4 separate regions of the Mus musculus genome follow, and regions 2, 3 and 4 are each linked to region 1. Evidence: chromatin contacts called from public Hi-C data. All regions are on one chromosome and are shown on one strand. The core of a region is the stretch at or near the end of the contact, and the rest is flanking DNA. Distances in the headings are between cores, read along the strand shown.

Evidence for each region. A called contact is a pair of places that touch in the nucleus more often than the background predicts.
Region 2: a Hi-C map of uterus shows a contact between it and region 1, with 5 times the contacts expected there. The contact joins two enhancer-like sites. A contact is called at or near these places in 1 of 15 datasets of contacts at CTCF or cohesin (the NIH/3T3 cell line), 15 of 484 Hi-C or Micro-C datasets (the N1E-115 cell line, embryonic fibroblasts, embryonic stem cells and 5 more), 3 of 115 datasets of contacts at active chromatin or transcription factors (embryonic fibroblasts, embryonic limb bud and fibro-adipogenic progenitors) and 1 of 9 other capture datasets (embryonic trunk).
Region 3: a Hi-C map of uterus shows a contact between it and region 1, with 8 times the contacts expected there. The contact joins two enhancer-like sites. A contact is called at or near these places in 4 of 484 Hi-C or Micro-C datasets (nephron progenitors and uterus).
Region 4: a Hi-C map of uterus shows a contact between it and region 1, with 1.8 times the contacts expected there. The contact joins two enhancer-like sites. A contact is called at or near these places in 1 of 15 datasets of contacts at CTCF or cohesin (the NIH/3T3 cell line), 3 of 484 Hi-C or Micro-C datasets (muscle stem cells, nephron progenitors and uterus) and 1 of 9 other capture datasets (embryonic tail).

What each region holds. Positions count from the first base shown.
Region 1 is chr13:60,265,839-60,269,516 of GRCm38.p6, forward strand. No RefSeq gene overlaps it. Among named protein-coding and RNA genes, the nearest start is that of Gm5084, 62 kb to the left of the region's middle. Within about 2 kb of position 1,828, at least 38 of the 459 cell types and tissues checked have an H3K27ac peak or open chromatin away from gene starts, as enhancers often do. A contact at or near this core is called in muscle stem cells and uterus, where this site is marked.
Region 2 is chr13:60,466,356-60,470,033 of GRCm38.p6, forward strand. No RefSeq gene overlaps it. Among named protein-coding and RNA genes, the nearest start is that of Gm35333, 33 kb to the left of the region's middle. Within about 2 kb of position 1,951, at least 41 of the 459 cell types and tissues checked have an H3K27ac peak or open chromatin away from gene starts, as enhancers often do. A contact at or near this core is called in muscle stem cells and uterus, where this site is marked.
Region 3 is chr13:60,098,231-60,101,908 of GRCm38.p6, forward strand. All of the region lies in intron 1 of A530065N20Rik (RIKEN cDNA A530046M15 gene), which reads left to right. Among named protein-coding and RNA genes, the nearest start is that of Gm46420, 26 kb to the right of the region's middle. Within about 2 kb of position 1,806, at least 17 of the 459 cell types and tissues checked have an H3K27ac peak or open chromatin away from gene starts, as enhancers often do. A contact at or near this core is called in uterus, where this site is marked.
Region 4 is chr13:60,408,386-60,412,063 of GRCm38.p6, forward strand. No RefSeq gene overlaps it. Among named protein-coding and RNA genes, the nearest start is that of Gm35333, 25 kb to the right of the region's middle. Within about 2 kb of position 1,881, at least 98 of the 459 cell types and tissues checked have an H3K27ac peak or open chromatin away from gene starts, as enhancers often do. A contact at or near this core is called in muscle stem cells and uterus, where this site is marked.

The sequences.
Region 1 (3,678 bases), core at 578-3,077:
CTCTCTCTGAAGCTGTCACTGAATCCATGCTGTTTCTAGACCTCTGTGGAGACCACAGGCTTGAAGCTTCTTTCAACAAATATCCTATGGCCTTAGGTGTGTGTGAATCTGTCAGATAGTTTAGTTTTGTTTGGCTGGTTTGTTTTGATACAAAATGGAGAGTCAGAAGAAAACTAAGTGCCTGGTGGGGGTGCTAAGGCCAGGTGTGGCCTGATTTTCTGTTTGTTTGGAGTGAGTTTCTGTCTGAAGGTCCACAGAGGCCCTTCACAGGAGAGGAACCCTCATTTGATGCTGCCTGAGCTTGGGTACTGTTGTGTCTTATAAGAAAGGAAACCAGGGATGTGTTTGGTAGAGTGAGGGATGGTGAGGTGGAAGGGGGTGCCTCTGTGGGCCCATGCTGAGGCATCCCTTCCCCCTGAGGTAACAGCCACAAGGCGATGGGTATAGCATAGAATAGAGCTTATTTAGGACATGGAGAGGGGAGTTAAGGGGGTAGCAGAGGCAGAGAGAGAGAGAGAGAGAGAGAGAGAGAGAGAGAGAGAGAGAACTAACCACACAATGATGGGTATAGGGTAGAATAGAATTTATTTAGGGCACGGGGAGTAGAGGCTAACCTTGAACACATGGAGAGAGGGGGGAGGGGAATGAGGAGAGAAGGGGCAGAGAGGAAAGAGAGGAAGGGAGTAAGAGAGTAAGGAAGAGGCAAGCAGCCCCTGTTATAGTGAGTCAGGCATATGAGTGTTGGCAGGTAACTGTAGGGTAGAGCCTAGAAGAAATGCTGATAGTTACCATACCAAAGAACAAAAAACAAAAAACGGGGAACATAGCCCCCTTCCTGCCATCTGGGGGGAGATGCAAGGCTCCGAGTTCTGCTGGTCTTCTGAGCAAGGGCATCTTAGCCTCTGCTGGTGAAAAATGGGGCAAAACAATCCTGAAGTCGAGAAGTCAGAAGTAGCTCAGAATCACACACTGATTCCCAAAGTCCCTTCCTTGGCCATGCCAGTGTGAAGGATGAAAGAAGCTGTGTGGTAGGACCCGGAGCTCTCCCTGGGGAGAGCTGACAGGAACTCCTAGGAAAGACTCAGTCATATAATTATAACAAAGCCAAACCTTGGACAAAATCGAAACAGGCAACAAATTCTTGTCTGCTGCCCTAACCTTCTGGATTCCTTGTAAACCCTGGCCCTACCTACTCTCATGGATGTTCTCTGTAAACCATAGAGCCTAGGGTTGGGGGAGGGGGATGGAGAAATAGCCTGTTAAACTCGGCCTTGAATTCCTTCTCTGCATCACCAGGTATGTATGGGGCAGCCCATCCTCAACAAACCCTTAGATGGCCCCAGGAAAAGCAAATTCTAGAAGATAAAAAAGCCGGCCGGCTAGGAGGCAGCGTTACTAAGCCCGTGGTAGACTCGTGGCAAGGTGGCAGTGCAGAGAAAAACTTTCAAAATGCTTCTTTCTTGTGCCAGAACTTGAATGGCTTAGGTAAGATCGAGGAGGAGGAGGAGGAGGAGGAGGAAGAACAAGAGGAGGAAGAGAGAGAGAGAGAGAGAGAGAGAGAGAGAGAGAGAGAGAGAGAGAGAGAGAGAATCAGTTAAGTAAACAACTAAACATTCCAGCAGGCAAACAAACAAATCTCTGGGATAAAGACCAAGGCTGGGATGCATTCAATAAAGCCTCTTTCCATCAATCAATTAATGTCATTGTTTATTTAATCAGCCCAGCCCGTGTGGCTGGCGGGAGAAATGCTCTCCTTTTCGGCTATAGCAATGCAAAAACACAGTCTAGATCCAAGGGAACCTTGCCAGAATCTAGCCCTGGATGGCTCTTTAAAGCCATGTTTTGCTTGTGTGCGCATGGTAACGTTTGCAGCTGTCGAACGTGGCTTCGGGCTGTCTGACTCCCTTGAGAGAATTTATGTGTTCCCACTTCCTTTCCTTATTAGGAGGCAGGAATCTGCAACACCTATTAGAAGAAGTATGCATAAAGGGTAATGACTGTGCGATTTATTAGTGGTCTGTTCTTCCTCACTGGAACCTTCGCCTCCTGCCGCCCTCCCCCAGGGCGCAGCCTCAGCTGAGCTGGCCTCTGCCTTCTTGGCAGCAGGTGGGCAAGAACAGCTTTCATCAAGGGGGAGACAAGACCGGTTCTCACACCAAGGCTCGGGAAAGAGACCGAAGTACCTGGGATTGGGTTTGATGGCAGAAGTATTAGGGGAGAAGCTGGGGAAAGAGCGAGAGGACAGAGGGAGAGCAAGGGAGAAAGAGAGAGAGGAGGGGGCAAGCAGCCCCTTTTATAGTGAGCGAGGCACACCTGGCTGTTCCCAGGTAACCGTGGGGCGGAGCCTAGACTAAATGCTAACGGTATTTGCGGACCAAGTGAATAAAATCAGAGTAAAGAGAGAACACAGCCATAGAAGCACCAAAGGGCTCTGGTGCTGTTGTTAATAAAATGAAAATGACAGACAAATGGGTTTGTTAAAAGCAACCGAGTGTTCCCTAGAAGCGATTTTGGCTTTCCCTTTCTGAGTTCTGAACCTAGGAGCATTTTCCCACCAGGGACTGGAAGTTATGAGTAGACATCTCTCAAGCTGCCTTTCACAAAAGTCTTCAAACGAGGAGGCAGGCACGACTATGGAGGTTAATAAAATCCACGCCATCAGCCTGGAAACTGCAGGTGGTGTCCCGCCCCTTCCTGGCGTCCCGCTAAGACCCGGCGTCCAGACAGAAAGTTCAGGAGAACGAACTGTGAGGAGCCAAATGTATTTGCTGCTAAAATCCCAACTATATTCAGGAAAGTGTAATCCATGAGTTTTGAGGTCATTTGGGTTTAGTTGATCGAGTTTCAGGACCACTCTGCTGTTTGAGTTCTGGAAGAGAAGAAGATATGTAAGGCCATGGATGGTGGCTCTGACACCAGACAGTGCAGGGCTGGCTCTGGGACCCCAGGGACAAGCATGCTTCCCCTAGAAGCACCAAGACCCTGGGGTGAGCATTTCATTTGTGCAGTTTCAGGTGAGGGAGGCCATGGCTGAGGTGCTGTGGAACCTTGGAGTATGATCTGTGTTCCAAATGGGTCATTTCAGTGAGTCTCACCTATGCTAAGGAAACCAGTGTCTCTCTACTCTGTTCAGTGTATTTACTCCTGAAATCCCAGAGACGCCTCTCTAACATCATCTACGAAGCCCACTACAGAGGATCACTTTCATGGCCTCTATCCCATCATCCAATATGTGATGGTAAGCTCCCAATGATGGGTGACCAGCCCAGCACTGTGTGCATGTCAACACGCTGACCGCCTACCCAGGGCTATGCACTTAGCTCAGAGATACTCACTTCAAACAGAATGGACAGGAAACAAAATGGGATTGAGGGGAAAAGGCCCCCGGTAGTAGATCTTCAGGAGAAAGATGAAGCCAAGGATCAGATGTGCTGATGGCTGCTCATGTCCAGTGTTCCCCCAGCTCTTCTCATTTTAAATGCACCACCAGTTTGCAAAAGCAACGACCCTGCCTCTAGGTTCCTACAGCGGGGTAGCAGAATGAGAACATTTTATTGGGTCCTCTTGTAGCTAGGCAGATCTCACCTCCAACTACACAACTCTCTCTCAGAGCTTGAGGCCCACGCTGGGTTTTGGCAGAACTGCTGGCTTTTTTTTTTTTTTTTTTTTTTTTTTTTG
Region 2 (3,678 bases), core at 701-3,200, 200 kb after region 1:
AACCACTTTGCTGTTTGTGTGTATTTTGAATCAGTTCTCTCACTGGCCTGAAGCTTACAATATATGCTAGTCTTTCTGGCCAGTGAGCCCCAGGGATCTACCTGCCTCACCTCCTAAGTCCACACAAACTCATACCTTTTGTGTGTGTGTGTGTGTGTGTGTGTGTAGGTTCTAGGATTCAAACTCAGGTCCTTGCAAGGAAAACACTTCACAAGCTGGGCTGTCTCCCTAGCACAGATACATATAGACTTAAGGATAGAAAAGTTCTCTTTATTTGTTGTCCTTGAAGTCAGGCATATACTTTCACCCTGACCTAGTGAGGGTCATGACCTGCACAGCCCCACCCACAGTGGCCCGGTTTGTCTGGTGTATAGAGATCCTGCTCAGGGTGGTTTTATCTCCCCTCCTAGGCCTCAGGCCTCTGGGACTTGCTGGCAAATGTGGTTCTTCATTGATTCTTAGGGCTGTGTACTAAGCCTTTGCCTTCTGGGGACCCTGTCATCTATGTGTGGCCTGCAGACTACCAGGGTTCTCTGTGCCCAGCCTGCACCTTCATCTGGCTGCTCAGTCCCCTCTTGAGCTAAGCTGAACTTGGAGAAAGGCAGGCTGCTTTCTTCATGTCATTCAGCACTGACTCTAGTCCCAGACAGTCTGTTTTCCTGAACTTTCCTTCCAAGGAAGTGTGGGAGAAGGTTCTGGAAGGTGGCTACGTAAATACCACTTCAGCCAGTGAAGCCAGGACCCGTCCGGAAGTGTCTTGATTAATTTGTTTTCTGAACAGATCACAAACACTGGCTCTCCTCTGAAGTAATATTTGATGAGTTTCATAACAATCTTTTTACAGTAACAGACAAAACTGACTCATGGGGCAATAAAATTGGGCTCTCTCGCTTCCCTTGGCATAGGAAACCATTGCCAGAAGTCAATTTTTTTTAATTACCTCTCTTTTGGTGCTGTTTTTTAGCCAAGAAAATAATCAGAAAGAGAGCACTGTGGCAGTTGATGAGCAGAGGTAGTGGGTTTCTGTCCGTGGGCCGGGTGGGCCTCTGTCTGTGGGCTGTGTGGGCCTCTGGAGCAGGCTGTACAGCAGCCTGAGCTGACCTCAGCTGCCCTTTCTCAGAGCCAAAAAGAATGCCTTCTAAGCAAAGGGAACCCCTCTCTTGGGATTATAAATGACACCTTTCATTTGGTCATCTTTGATAGTTTCTGTGTTAAATGATTTTAATGTGGAAAACTCTGGGGTAAGCCAGCCAACTCCATGATGTCTCTGTGAAAACTTTTCAATCAGGAGACAAATTTGACTTGTCAAATTTGATATGTCAAAAAAAAAAAAAAAAAAAAAAAACCTACGAGAGGTACCTGGAGGGTAAGAGGACTGGCTGCTCCTCCAGAGGACCGGAGTTCGACTCCCAGCACTGTTAAGGTGGCTCCGAAGTGTCTATAACTCCAGTTCTAGGAAATTCAACATCTTCTGCAAGCTTCCACGGGCACTGCACATGCTGCACAGACATGTGTCAGACCAAACACCCACGCACCTAAAATGCAAGGCTTGAAAACAGCTGCAAAAGGAAGAACAAAAGAGAAGCAGCTCCATTAGGCAGCCCAAGACATGCTCTGAGATGTAAGTGTAAGACCTTTTCCTGCTGAGGAGTAGCTTGGCTCCCTCATCACATCAGCTGGCCCAGAGGGCTGCGTCCCTCCATGCAGCCAGCCCACTAGACTGCTGTTACAGCCCCTGTGTAAAAAACAAAACAAAACAAAACCAAAAAACAAAACAAAAAACAGCCAAAGCCACAGACAGGATCCACTGGCTAAACTTTTGGCTACATTGTATTGCTTCCTCTTTCAGCCACTCACTCACTCATTGATTCATTCATTCATTGATTCATTCATTCATTGATTCATTCATTCATTGCCGGCTTGGAGACTTGTGGGCCAGATGACCGGAAGCATAGAGAATTTATTAGTAAGCTACTTTTGTGCCTTGAACACGATTTTCCATTTTATCTTTGTTGTATCTTTGCTGTGGAAATGGCTCCACCCAGTGGTGTCCCCAAGGAATTACATGTCACATTCGTCATAATTTAACTGTCCCCGCTTTAGGCAGACAGACGTGAGTTACTAAATATTTCATAGCATTAAAGTAATTGATTTGTATGAAAATTTATTATCACCGAGATTCTCTCCCCCAACCCAAACTCCATTAGAGTCTTCGATAAACATCATGATGTCTCTCTTAACAGGGAAGAGTCAATATTGAGTTAAAGCAGCGGTTCTCAACCACTTTGGCAAACCTCTTATCTCCAAAAATACTTGCATCACAATTAATAACAGTAGAAAAATTACAGTTATGAAATAGCAACTAAAATAATTGTATGGTTGTGGGTCACCACAACATGAGGGGCTCCGTTAAAGTCATTAAAGTGTCGCAGCATCAAGAAGGTTGGGAGCCAAAGTTATAGGAAGAAAAGTCAAAGCCAGGTTTCTATCATTTAAACTGAAGTGTATTCACCTCCTAGAAGTGTGTGTGTGTGTGTGAGAGAGAGAGAGAGAGAGGGAGAGAGAGAGAGAGACTCTGAGATCTAATTTATTTTTACTAATCTATTCTTTGACAATTTGATACGTGTGTATAATGCATTCTGTTCACACTCATTCCTTCACTCTTTCTTACCCTCCTCCTATTCCACCAAGCCCCATCCCTCTTGTTTCTGTTTTGTGATCCACCAGCTCTAGTGACCGCCATTAGCTTGGGCTAGAGTGTGGAGAGTCCATTGAATTGTGGATAACGCAGAAGTGGCTACATCACTGAAGAAAATTATTTCCCCCCCCCCGCCCCCCACCGCAGTCATCCACCACCATTCACCCCCTGGGCGGAGGGGATCCTATGAAACTCTTTCCCATCTATGGCTGAATGTTTTGGGGGCTCAGACTTGTGCAGACAGCTCTAGCCATTGTGAGTTCATGAGCGTGGCAGCCATGTCATGCCCTCATGACAGCACCTTATGTCCCTCAGATCTTAAGTTCTTTCTCCTGCTTCCTCCACAATGTTCTCCAAGCTGTGGAGGAGACAATAAGGGGGGTTTGTGTAATGCTGAGCATGTATAGTGATTGGTTCTCAACCTTGTCACCAACCGCGAGTTTGTATTAGCAAATGCTCCCTGCAAAGATAAACTTCTTTGAACAAACTTGAGGATATTGCTAGACTACAGAGCAAGCATAACTATTAAGATGCAGCTTAACAAATAAGCTTAGCAAAATAAACCTAGAAGGCTCATCCCTAGAGCCAATGGCTCCCCTAGCCATGGGTCTTTGACCAGGCCCACACTGTTGGACACGAGCTCCCACCTACAAAGTGGGCCTTGTATCCAACTTTAAAACTCAGTTGGTTACCCTCATAACAGCTGTGATTTTCATCATTATTTTGTGGGTGTGAATGTTTGCTTACATGTATGTATCTGTACCGTGTGAGTGACTGATTCTTACAGAGATCAGAAGAAGCCATTGGATCTCCTGGAATTGTAGTTACAGATGGTTGTGTCATGTGAGATGTTGGGGACTGAATTCAGATCTTCTGCAAGACCAACAACTGCTCTTAACAACCACTGAGCCGTCTCTCCAGGTGTTCATCGAGCACTTTAAAGTTTTCATTGCAGGCATCTTTTGTTTCCTTGGTGTGGT
Region 3 (3,678 bases), core at 556-3,055, 170 kb before region 1:
ATGCCCTGGAGCTTGAGTAATGGATGTGAACCACCGACCTTTGATGCTGGGCATCAAATCTGGATCCTTTGGCTCTTTAAGTTTAGAAGAATGGGGGCTCTTAACCTCTGAGTCATCTCTTCAGCCATTTTAAAAAAGGTTTTTGTTCTTTCATTTTTCAAAGCGCTCAACATCTTTCTGAGCCAGCATTATAAAGACTGAGTTTGTGGAACACTTTGGAGTTTAATGTCCTTTATGGCTGGAATGTAAAATGTCCCTTGCAGGCTCATGTGTTGAACACATGTTCCCCAATTAGTGGTGCTGTTTAGGGCAGGTGTGGGCCTTTGGGGTAGGCGTGGCTGGTCAGAGTGAGTCACTGGGGACAGCCTTTGAGAGTCATAGCACAGCCCACTCCTGCTCTAAACTCTGTTCCCTGTCTGCTGCCTCAGTGTGACCCAGAGTGTCACACAGTCTCAGGCAGGCATAGCGGTACACACCTATAATCCTGTCACTCCAGAGGCTGAATGAAGTAGGAGGATCTCAAAATTCAGACCTGTCACTGCCAGACTGCATGCTGAGATCCTATTTTAATAATAATAACAACAACAACAACAACAACAACAACAACAACAACAGAAAGAGCCAAACACCCTGTAGCATTTGAGAATAGCTGCCTGGATGTAAGTCATCTGTCTTATACTTGGCTTGTCTACGTTAATCAAAACATCTACACTTCTAGTTTCTCAGCTGTAGCATGGGAATGTCTACGTCACAACCATGAATTTAATGATTTTTGCTGGATGTGCTCAGGACAGTTCTGAGGGGCATTGCTGCCTGCACTATACTCTAGTGTCAGTTTCATGCCGTGGTATCTCAGAGCTTACCAAATCATCTCCATTCAACGGAACTAAGGTCACGACAAAATGCCTTTCTTTTCCGCATTGACCAGATAATGGCATATGACTCTCTAAAGTGATGGTACTGACAGCTCGGTTCATTTTGGTGACCATGAAATAGAATGTTGAGAATTTAGTTGGCATTCCTCTTACTGAATATCTTTTTATTATTATTATTGGTTATTTTATTTATTTTCATTTCAAATGCTGTCTCCCTTCCTGGTTTCCACTCTGCAAACCACCTATCCCATCTCCCTCTCCTTTGCCTCTATGAGGGTGCTCCTCCACTCACCTACCCACTCCGACCTCACTGCCCTAACATGCTCCTATGCTGGGACATCAAGCCTCCACAGGACCAAGGGCCTCCTTTTCTACTGATGCCAGATAAGACCATCCTCTGCTACATATGCAGCTGAAGCCATGGGTCCCTCCATGTGTACTCTTTGACCCTGAATATCTATTTTAAAAAGACTTGTTTATTTACCGGATGTGTTTTGCCAGTCTTGTGTATGTACATACCACATGCATGCAGTACCCATATACACCAGAAGGGGGTGTGAGATCTCCCGGAACTGGAGTCACAGATGGGTGTGAGCCGCCTTGTGGGTGCTGGGAATTGATCTGGATCTGCTAGAGGAGCATCCTTGATCTCAGCTATCTCTTGTAGCCCCCTCTTGTAGCCAGTTAAACTTGGGTTGTCTCTGGAAGCATCCCATCTCCTCCCCACGCTGGCTAGAGACCTACTGGAGCTAGTAAATTAAGACTTCTACTTTTGACGTTTGGGCCGGGAGAGAGCGAAAACCGATCTAATAATAATTAGTTATGGTTTAACATGCGAGATCGGAATGTTCTCGTTTTTCACTCTGGGGCCTGGTGAGAAGGAGTTGAGGGAGAGAGGCAAGATTGATGGCAAACAGAGACTTTCACTGTTCCCATGCCAAGAGAAGCAAATGATCCTCAGGCGCCTCCTTATATCATGTTAAGAGCCCGTGACAGCCCTAAAAGAAATGGAGAAAACCGGCAAAGGTGGGGGATAAAAGAGATTCCCTTTATTGTTCTCTGAGGCCAGGCACCTTGGCACACGCATCACTGCTTGCTCACTTTGTAAAGACCGCAGTTTCCACCCCCCTCAACCCTGACAGCCTACCCTACCCCTCCAGGCCCCCGCTCCCGCCCCCCACCCCTGACAGCCTACCTCTCCAGGCTCCAAGAAGGAGGGTCTGGGCTCAGATAACCGGCTCTGTTAAAGAACAGCTTGTTTTTGTAACTCTGGCAATACAGTTCCTTTCCACTTAATGAAGTGGGGTGATGTTGTGGATAAGACATGACCCGACACAAACTCTAAATACCGAGTCCAAATGTTATGGGATCAACCCTTCCCAGAAATGTCCAATGTTCAATGTAAAAATCTGTGTCCCTGGGGCTAGCCGCTATGGGAGAATTTCATCAACATTTCCAAGGGAAAATACTGGGGAAGGGGAGCCTGTGTGTGTGGATGTGTGTACCTGCCACATAGCTGTTACAGGACACAATGTAGGGAGATCTGCTCATTTCCTTCTGGTGAGAAATTTGGAGGGAGAAATCTGAGCTGGTCAAGAAGAGAAGTATAAAACAACTCACGAGTGTCACTCTGTTCAAGAAGGTACTGGAGTAGAGCAACAGATGGTGTCTTTCAAAGAGTGGCCCCGCGGTTTTAATTTACCTTATAATATTGGCTGCAGAGATGAGTCTGAGCACTGATCCAAGAACACACGGAGGGCAGGCCACTGAGGGCCAGATGATCTGGGCCTCCTCAAATCCAAGTCTGATGCCCAGTGGTGCCCTGGGGAAGACTCAACAGTTATGGCCCAGATGGGGACATGTGACAGGTGCCAGCAGGCACAAGGAGCCAACTGTCTGGCTCTACTCATCATGGAGGAGATTATGTGAATCCATGGATGAGAATTTGGGCAGAGTGCTATCTGTAAAGAACAGGGATGTGGTAGCCCAGGGTAAATGGGGCTTCACAGGGTGTGAAGGAACAGTACAGATGAAAGATCTTACAAGACCTTCAGCTTCTCCTCCCTTAGCAGTCAGATCCCTATTTAATTTACCATTGTGCCCCCTCAAAATTTCTGCCTGCTCTTCCCAGTCCCTCATCAGCCCACACAGATGATTGAAACTGGGGACCAGACCAAGGACGGAAAGCTTCATCAGGCCCTTTAGCGCACCCTGCCTTCTTCAAGGAGTTGATGTAGATTTGAGGGTCGTTTTGCATGAAATCCAAGTTTTCTGATGATAGCATTGAAAACAGAGGGAGAAGAGATTAGATCATGACATCCAAAAGGAGTAATATTTCCCTACTGGCCGATGTTGGCAGGTAACCGCCAAGGGCAGGTGAAGGGCTGCTGCTGAGGGAGGACTCCGAAATTGCAGAGTGGGTGTCCCTTGAGAGGGTCTTGGATTGGGGGAGTGTATGTTCATAGGAATTGGCAGAAGCGTATACTTTGAAACTGAGTCAGGCATGAGCATCATTTAGGAGCCTAGCTCCACCCCTAGAATGTCTGACTTAGAAGAGCTAATTGCCTTCTAGCAAACTCCTAGGTGCTAGGGCTGGTCTAGGCTGCACTTTTGATAAAGAAATTTGCATGGAACCTACTGATTTATAGCCACATCTGCACCTGTGCTCTGGAAGGAACTGTAACAGGCTGCAGTAAAGCCAGTGCCCACCGACTGGGCTCTTCTCCGGTTCGCTGCTGGAGGGTTCAGGATGATCCTAGATGCACAGATGCAGTTGCTACAGTGAGGATCCAAAGGCTCTGAC
Region 4 (3,678 bases), core at 631-3,130, 140 kb after region 1:
TCACTAACCTGGGCATCAAGGCACATAATCCACAGAGCCACAGAATGGGTGGAAGAAGGTGCCCGACTCACTTTTGCCAGCCAGAGACATCCCAGGAGTGAGTGAGTCCAGAAGGAAGTATCTTGCTCTTTGTCATTCTGGATGAGCTAGAGATAATGACCCTGGATTGATTATCCCTTGTTGGGGTGGGTATGAGACGCTACCTAAAAGAATAAGCAAACACTAGAGCATAGACATCTGAGCCATAGGAAAAGCGAACCTTAATGATTACACTGGAGTTCCTGAACACAGCTGGGGTTTCAGAGACAATGGATATATTCCCTTCATCCAAGGAGTTTAGGGCCTGTGGGTACCAGAGATGCTTCCTTCCATACTACAGTGGGGCAGAATTGGTCCTTCACACAGGGAAGCAGCACCTGGCAGAGGCAGAAACCCACTTAGGGAAAAAGAAGAAGGAGACCTGGGATGGTGAGGTTGTACAGGCAGGATGGCTGAGATGGCACAATTCAGGAAATGCCAGCTTCCTGGTGGTTTGAGTAGGAATGGCCCCCACAGACTTGTGTGTTTGCATGTTTGACCCATAGGGAGGGGCACTATTCAGAGGTGTGGCCTTGGAGGAAGTGTGTCACGGCAGGGGCTGGCTTTGAAGTCTCAGATGTTCAAGCTAGGTCGGGCGTGGGTCATTTGCTTTTCCTGCTGTCTGTGGATCCAGATAGAGAACTCTCGGCTCCTTCTCCAGCACCATTTCTGTCTGTCTGCCTTCCACCATGTTTCTTACACCATGACAAGGATGGACTGAACCTCTGAACTGTAAGCCAGCCCCAATTGAATGTTCTCTATAACAGTTGCTGTGGTCATGGTGTCTCTTCACAGCAATAAAGCCCTAAGGATAACACCAGGGAACAAGGGTATACAGGAAGCCAGTGGTATACTTACCAGAGGGCTGTTACTGAACACAATTCAAGAAATAGGGGGGACCCAAGGCAGGAGGCAGAGTGGGACAGACCAATAGCCGTCTTAATGGGCACCTTCAGCCAAACCAGCAGCAGGCAGTGTTCACCCTGCAAGCCCTCTGTCCCCACCCCTCTGCTTTGAACGATACCCAGAACTTTGGGATCCTGGAGTCCAGAGCAGCAGGAGATCGCTTATTCGCGTGTTCATAGCAAAATGAGCGAAAACATGGTTCATGCAGAGTCAGTATATGGGTTTTTTTGTTATTGATGTTGCTTTTTGTTTGGTTGGTTTTGTTTGTCTGTTTGTTGTTGATGGAATTAGTTACAGCCAGTCTCTCTTATCCCCATATTCCTAGTAATTCCAGGACTTGGATGGCGGGGTAGGGAGCCACAAAATTCCTCGTCATAAATCCTAGGGCCCATCCCCAACAGCCGAGGCTCAGATGCGAATCGTTTTTCATTTGGTCTCAAGTCATTTTTTGAAAGGCCTGTTTTTCATTAGGAAGGTAACTTGAGAGTCCCTGGGGGAAGGAAGGGGGTGTGCGCCAGGCAGAAGAGAGCTGATTTTCCCTTCTGACTCAGGCTTGCTCTTTCCCTGGCTCTCCTTGGTCTAAGTGCGGCCAAGCCTTTTGCAATTTATGGAGACAAAAGAAAGAGAGGGAGGGGGAGAAAGGGAGGGAAGGGAGAAATCACACATAAATCTTAGATTCCACAGCAATTTTATCGGTGTGTGTGTGTGTGTGTGTGTGTGTGTGTGTGTGTGTGTGTGTGTGTGTTTGCTTGCATATTTTCATAAAACAGGCACAGTCAAAAGGCACTGGCTTTTTTTTTTTTTTTTTTTTTGGCCACACGGGTGTCTGTCATGGGTTGAATACGTCCCAGGTGTGGCTCCTTCAGCATTCCGTGTACACATGGTTCTCATTACTGCATCCCCAAGGGCTTGGAAGCACGCGCTTCTACCTCCCCCACACAGCCACAACTGAGAACAGGCAGATGCCAACTGGAAGGGCAGTGTTAGAAAACCAGTACTGGAGATGAAGCCTGCACAGGCCTGTAAACTGCAAGCCATCTCCTACCCCACCGGGTCTCACAGGCCTTCTCTAAATGCCCATCCCTGAATCTACTGGTGACTGGACACAGAGATCCTAGGGCACAAGAGAACCAAGGCCTAAGGAGGCCACATCATATCTTCTGGTGACCACTTCATTGTCTGTCTGTGGGTCTGTGAATAAACTCATACTACTGTGATGAGAATATTTGGATTTTTAAAATGCTTTCATTTGACAATCTCTTCTCTAAAGGGCTATTTATAGTAAGCAGAGAGTTGAGGTTAGATCAAGAGCTCGGTGCTTACGAATGCTTTCTGCTCTTCCAGGGGACTTGGGTTTGGTTGCCAGCACCCAAGTCTCACAACTTCTGCTCCAGGGGACCCAGCACCATCTTCTAACATCCAGGTACTTGTGTACCTGCACAAACCCACGCACAAATGCACATGTGCACACATAACTAGGAGTAAAATTACATCTTAGTGATTCTCTTTCCTACTGTGATAATAAGGGGAAGAGAAGCAGCTCGGAGATTGTGCAAGCAGGCGGCCACGAGCCTTAATAAAGGATGCTTTGAGACTTGGGAAAGGTTCTTCTCCTCCTGCTACTTTGGCTTCCTCCTCTGGAAAACTGAGGGTTAAACCACATGATCCCTTGGCAGCCTCCACCATTGGAATACTGAGCTTCTCCTTATTGAATATAGGTCCTTAAAAAAAGAAAAGTAAAACTATAAAGATAAATGCAGGATTGACTATATAACCCTTATCCAAAAAGGTACAGGAACAGAAAGTGGGCATTGCAGTTGAACACACCTAACCCAAAGTATCAAAAGTGCAAAATGTCCCAACCTATACCGATCTTGGAAGGCTGTGTGGGTCCTCAGGACGTTTTAGGGGACTGGAGTATATTGATTTCAGATCTTCATATCAGGGCTGTTCAGCTTTAGCATTCCAGTTACAACAAAGAGAAACTACAATCTTCCATGGTCATTAAGAAAGGTAAGTCGCCATTAGAGTGGGAGTGTGGAAATGCTTTAGGCAGGTGCAGCTCACCGAAGACAGACTGGAGTTCGTTACCTTTTTGGCCCTTCCTTCTCAAAGACTCAGTCATGAAAAAGCAATCTTACAAAACACAAGCTTGTTGGACTTTGAGACCAGGCCTAGAAACAGCAGCAGACGCAAGACTGAGGAGGAATGATCTTTGCATTTGTGATCAAAGGTCTGACCCAGATGTCCCCTGCCCCTGTCAATCATATAACGAATCCTATGTGGTCCAGGCAGGGTGGCATCACATCTCTTAAGAATTTCACAAGAGGCTTCAGGTAGAGTTACCAGTTCCAGGGCAGCCCTTGGTAACCCCCACCACCTCCAGCCTCATCTCTAGTGGAGATATCTTCAAAGACAAGAAAGTAGGTTAGGGCATGGGTCTGGTGTGGACATCCAGTCACATGAGCTCACAGACAGGTCCATTATTTTTTTCTGAATGAGTATGAATAATATATTCATAGTATGCAATGTGATGTTTTGGCCTATCTATATACATTGTGGTATGATTAAATCAAGACAACTAACATATCATTGTGCTATATATTTACGATGAGTACATTTTAAATCTATGCACCAATTTCCATGTATATTACAAATTATTATCAGCAATTGTCACTGTGTGGTACAGTAGAC